Linked DNA regions of Oryctolagus cuniculus: region 2 is linked to region 1. Evidence: chromatin contacts called from public Hi-C data. All regions are on one chromosome and are shown on one strand. Each heading gives the region's core, a stretch centred on a gene start, on an enhancer-like site or on the middle of the called end of the contact. The rest is flanking DNA. Distances are from core to core; before and after follow the strand shown.

Region 1 (2,771 bases), core at 10-2,509:
TTTGCCATCTTTACATTTAACACATCTCTGTTGACGGACCGGCACTATTAAGCTGGTGCCTTGACAGCCACGTAGACAAGAGCCCAGGATATATGACATGTAAAGGTGAAAGGACAGTGACTAAGGGGAGCAAATGAGCTTTTAAATGAGCCTGACACCATCCAGCTAGTTTTCATATTGCCTCCTGTGAGAAATCTTGACATATTGGTACATTGCTGTGAGTTATTTCTTTATATGTTGGTGGAGAGTGTTATCTAGGACTACAAACTTATTTTATTTTAAGCTCAATGACATTTCATCAACAGTTAACACAGCATGGGTAGTTCAAACTCACTTCAGTCCAAGACATGAGACACCACCCCCCCGCCAGGATTTTGCTGCTTTTTTTATTTGTTCACTTGAATAGATAGCTCTCTGACTTTATCTACTTTTGATAGTTTCTCTTTTTATACAGCTTTGGTATTTTTTGGCCTCTATGAGGGTATTTCAAAGTTCATGGAAAATGTAATTAGATAATTTATTGGGGTAACAATTTTTGAAATCATTTATATAATGGGTCTTCAAAACATTCATGGAAATGTGTACTATGAAAACATAATGCATGGATTTTTTTTTTAGCATAACATAAAAGTATCTTTACTTAAAATCTGAAACTTGATCATGAGCTTTTACGAAAAGGTATAACAAGCCCTTTACCTCATTTACTTTTAGCTATTTCATAAATACTACAGCAGACGCTGGACGGTGTGTGATGAACGGTAGGCAAATTTCGTTTTCCACAAAGCAAATGTGTCAGTCTTTCCCTTTGGCTCCTCCTTCCAACCCTCCTTCACTGTGTTGAGGAGATATTGAGTTCTTCCAGATTTTTGGTTAGGGGGGTGGTTTCCACACTGACTGGACTCTCCAGGTAGGTGGTGCCTGCACAGGGTTTTCCTGTCACTGGATCTATCACTCTTCCAACTTTGAAAACAATCTCAGCCAGTTCATGCTTCACGTGCTTTGTCCGTGGGACAGGTAAAGCTTTGAGAAGCACAATATCCCCAACAGTGCACTGCTGAAGAGCATCGTGAGCAAAGTAGGTTTTTCTCTTATTAAAGTACTTTAGTAAGTAGGGATCCAGAACAAGCCTGGTCACCCTCACTTTGGCAGTTTTTTGCATTGCTGTCCCAATCACTTTCCCCACAATCCATTTGGCATGGACGGATGAACGAGTTACTGACATTATGTGGCTTTGGTCACCTCTCAGTCCTGCTGGGTAAACTCGCCAATGCATGGATTTAAATTTTCTTTTGCATCAAAATAAAATCATCTTTTAATTCTATTTCTCCATGAACTTCTTAAGTGCTCTGATGTTTTTTCAGTCCTCTATTACTTGGCATATTGTTTATTTCACCATGACATTTATGTATTGTATTTATATATTTAGTAATGACAACTCATTCACTTCAGTTGTCCATGTTAGCTGTGCCTAAAGAGGGGAGCCATTACTCTCTTGCTCAGGGTTGAGGGTAACGTGGCATAGAATGGAACGGAAGTGGAGACAGTGGTTAAGGATTCTCTGGGATAACTCTACCTGGTGGACCTCTTTCTCAACCAGAAGAACTGGACTCAAACAGATAGGGCTCATGTTGAACACTCAGAGAATTCTCTCAATATGAAACTGAGTCTTGTCGCCTGGAACTTGACAATGATTTCAGAAACCATTGGTCTTGATCTCAATTCAAATATTAACATTCTGGACAAAAGCCAAAATAAATTGATATATCTTTTCTAGTTGTAGTTTAATTTTATTTGGTTTTAAGTTCTCATAGTTGATATCTGCCGACCTATATGCTCAGCCATACATTTAATCTGATTCTGTGATCAAGACAGCTGAAAACCACGGCAATTTCCCTGTTATCAGTAAGTTCAGCCCATATATAAACTCAATCTGCTTTTCAACATCTTGGTGACAGTTTCTCATCTGTAATGTAAGAAAATGTCTCATTCACAAATCATTGAAAGAATCACATAATGAACAAGACTGCACTGTATTTTGTGATTGACAACATATATTTCCTTAATAAAACAATGCAAACATCCAAGAAGATGGGCAGTAGATTTCTTGGGTACTGTAGCACTTGCTGGTGCTGATAAGAATTTGTCAATGAGAGCAACTGTATTCATGAAAAAGACTAAGCACTGACTTTAGCACTTCTATATGGATTATAATTTCACCCTCCTTTTTAAAAAAATCATGGAAGTCTAACACATACAGAAAAGGAGGATAAGTACTACAGTATAATGAATTCTCACCAACAGTCCTCAGTAGAAGCAGCACACCCTCAGCACCCCAGAAGCTCCCTCGCATGAGCCCCAGGATGCATTCCTTCGAGGAAGCTACTGTCCTGACTTCCAACACCATAGATCTGCTGTGCCTGTTAATTATACAGCATTTGGACAGACCCCTCTGGGACTTTCTTAAGCTTATCACTGAAGAAAGTCTGAGCCCTGAAGACATGTATTCTTTCTAGGTTGATCTGAGAAAAGAGACCAGGAGGAGAAGGATGAGAAGTAGAACCACGTGATTTGTCATCCAAACTGGGATACTTTGAGAGTGAAAGGAGAGAAGCTATTCACAATAATATGGGGATGAGAGCGTAAGTAGTGACTTTCCCCAGCAAACTAGGACACATGGTCACGAAGTGAGGAGGGATGATAGAGGCAGCAGGGACACACTGGCAGGCAAAATCTATCATCGGGGCCCTAAAGTAAAATTCACTCAGGTTGCC
Region 2 (2,700 bases), core at 72-2,571, 190 kb before region 1:
TCTCCGGAGGCATTACACTGGGGAAGCCCAGGATGCATTGTCAGCCCAAGACAGACACATCTTCCATCCTCCTTGTAGATATCCCTGAGTATCTTTTGTCACTTGCTCTGCTGCCTTCTGCCCACGTTCTAATCTCAAAAGCAAGCTCCTATTCCTTTATTGACATTAGCTCCTTACCGGGAAAACACTCCTGCCCCAACATCCCCCACCCCCATCTGACAGTCGTCAGCACCAGTTGAAAGAGATGAACCTGATTAAGGTACCAAGAAGGTAGAGCTCCTGCACGTACTGACGTGGTATCCTGTCAGCGATCGCTCCTAAAACCCCAAACCCCCTTCCCACCCGGCTCCTCCGAACCCCAGAAGTTCGGCAGATCTGTTCGGGGAGGGGGGTGGGTGACAGGGAGCCCCCACAACGTGTGCGCAAGGATGTGTGTTGGTGACTGAAACGCAGGCAGCTGGGACCCGCTGCTCCGCAAAGCACACTACCGGTACTGGGGCCGGTGGAGAGGTAAGCGCATAGGACTGTTGCAGAAAACATTTTAAACAAAATACAGTCCAAAGAGATATAAAAGAAAAATAAAATGAACAAACAAAAATTCAACCCCAGCCCACACCAACGCAGCCCCTTCGTCTCCACCGACACACGATTTACACAAGTAATTTAAATCATTCACCTGCTGCCAGGTCTCCTCCAGGGATGGCAAAGCTGAGAAGTAGCCGGTGTCGTGGACAAGTTGTAGCTCCTGGAATATACTATAACTAGCCAACACGTCCATGCTGCTGCCGCCGGGCACAACGCGAGGAGACACCCTCCCCCGGACACAGTCGGGGCTGTTTGTTTGTCAGTCTGTCTGGCTCACCCCCCAAGAAGGCAGACATCCAGTGGCCCTTTTGTTTTTGTTTTGTTTCAGTCAACTATAAAGGAAAAAAAAATCAATGCAGGAGAGAGGGAGCGAGGAGGTGAGAGAGGAGAGAGTGAGCGGGGTGGATGGAGCGAGGCATCCAGCGTGTACAGTGCAGACGGCTGCCAGGAAAGGGGACTTCACGGGAGTAACAATTCCCTTCCAGGGCTCTGATCACTCCGGCGCGTGGATCAGGACGGGGGATGCAAACTCACTGACACGAAGCTGCCATCTATTTCTGCAGCGCTGTTCGCTCCTAATGCAATCTTTGCTCTTTATTTTGGGAGGTTGCATTTTTTTTTCTCGCGATCGCTTCTCTCTCTCCCCCTTCCCTTCCCTCCCCACCCCCCACCCCAGCCTTGCTAGTTTGTAGTCTCTCCCCCCTCCCCTTTTCTCCTCCTCCTGCTCTTCCCCCTCCCCAAACTCCCTCCCTCCGCCCAGCTCTGCGCGCAGCCGTGGGATCTCGGAGGAGGGCGTCTATTAGGCCGCGTGTGACCATGTAAGGTAAACAGGGGGCTCATGAAGTCACTCAGGGCCAATGGGGAGCGCGGAGCGGGGCCCGGGGCGGAGCCTGGCCCCGGCGGCGGGCACCGATTGGCGCGCTGCGGATCTCCCTGCTGCCTTACAAGGCGGCGCGATGCGAGCTATTTTTAGAGGGCTATATAAGGGGGTTGAGGCGGCCGCGCTGCGGCCGGGGAGCGTGAGCGCGAGGGACGGGGCGGGCTGCGGCGACGCTCGCGCCGGCTCCCGGGACGCCGAAGCGGCCGGGCTCGGGCTGCGCGCCGGCCTCCGACCCGCGCCCTGGTGCCCGATGGAGCCCCGCGCGCTCGCAGCCCGCGTCCCTAGGCGGGCAAGGGGTCGCGCGCTGCCGTAGTGGTCCTGACGCGACCGGGCAGGAGAGTGCTGGGTTAGGGAGGCTTCCTGCAGGAGAACCGGGCTGGGAGGCGCGGGGAAGCCGGCGGGGGCGAGGACATGTCCCACCCCGCCTCCTGCCGTGGCCCTGGCGGGCGACCGCGAGCGAGAGGCGGCGCCAAGGAGGTCCTCACGTACTCATAAACAAACAGAAAAGGGAGGAAAGGCACCAAAAGTCCCTTCACGAATTCCTCACGGCTGCCATGGTGCAGGGCAGCAGCGCCTGAGGAGGAAGTGCCACACAATGGCAGAGAACAAAGGCGAGCGGTGTGAGGAGAGCCGCCTGCGCCCGCCCCCGCGCCGCGCGCTGTCCCCGCCCCGTGCGCGCGCCCGCCACTTCCCGCGCGCTCCTTCCGACCCGGCCGGGGTGACTGCGAGGGGCGCTAGGGCTTGAGGGCGGCGTCGGAGACTGGAGGTGGCGGGGCCTTGCTGTGTGGCTCTCGGCCGCGGTGTCTGCACGCTGCGTTGAGGCGAGGAGCCTTAGGAGCCGGCGCATAGACACAAATAGGAGACATGGTGTTAGCTGAGCTGTGAGGGCTGACCAAGGGCTTGCTTGACCTTAAATGGTTAGTGTTGGTTCAAGTTTCCCCCAAATGCACTGTGAACAGAACTTCTACTTTTTGAAAGATTGCAGAATTTTGTACTTCGTTCTAGCCATAACGGAAGGAAACACATTCACCTTAATCCACTTCCTCCTGTCGCCTTCCTTTCACTACATGGGACTTGGTATCACAATATGGGAAAGATTCTGCTTTGTGGAACAACTTGAAATTTAGTATTTACCAGGGAAAATGAAACAGGAATAACTGGAATGGAGGAATGTCTGACTAATTTACTTGTTAGCATCTGGAATTCTGGTTGGGCAGATTTACAGCATTCGTTGT

What was found. A called contact is a pair of places that touch in the nucleus more often than the background predicts.
Region 2: a Hi-C map of an unstated tissue shows a contact between it and region 1, with 2.2 times the contacts expected there. The contact joins the promoter of KLF7 here to the promoter of LOC100351745 in region 1. A contact is called at or near these places in 2 of 6 Hi-C or Micro-C datasets (ear pinna and an unstated tissue).

What each region holds. Positions count from the first base shown.
Region 1 is chr3:32,520,437-32,523,207 of mOryCun1.1, reverse strand. It overlaps LOC100351745 (small ribosomal subunit protein uS17m), which reads right to left and starts at 1,259. Exons shown (of 1, transcript XM_002712601.5): 1 at 621-1,259. The coding sequence starts at 1,222. The coding sequence ends at 830. LOC103348862 (a long non-coding RNA gene) reads left to right here. Exons shown (of 5, transcript XR_011387574.1): 3 at 2,514-2,639.
Region 2 is chr3:32,708,051-32,710,750 of mOryCun1.1, reverse strand. It overlaps KLF7 (KLF transcription factor 7), which reads right to left and starts at 1,321. Exons shown (of 4, transcript XM_051848248.2): 1 at 677-1,321. The coding sequence starts at 778. It overlaps LOC127491571 (a long non-coding RNA gene), which reads left to right and starts at 1,246. Exons shown (of 2, transcript XR_007920306.2): 1 at 1,246-1,408.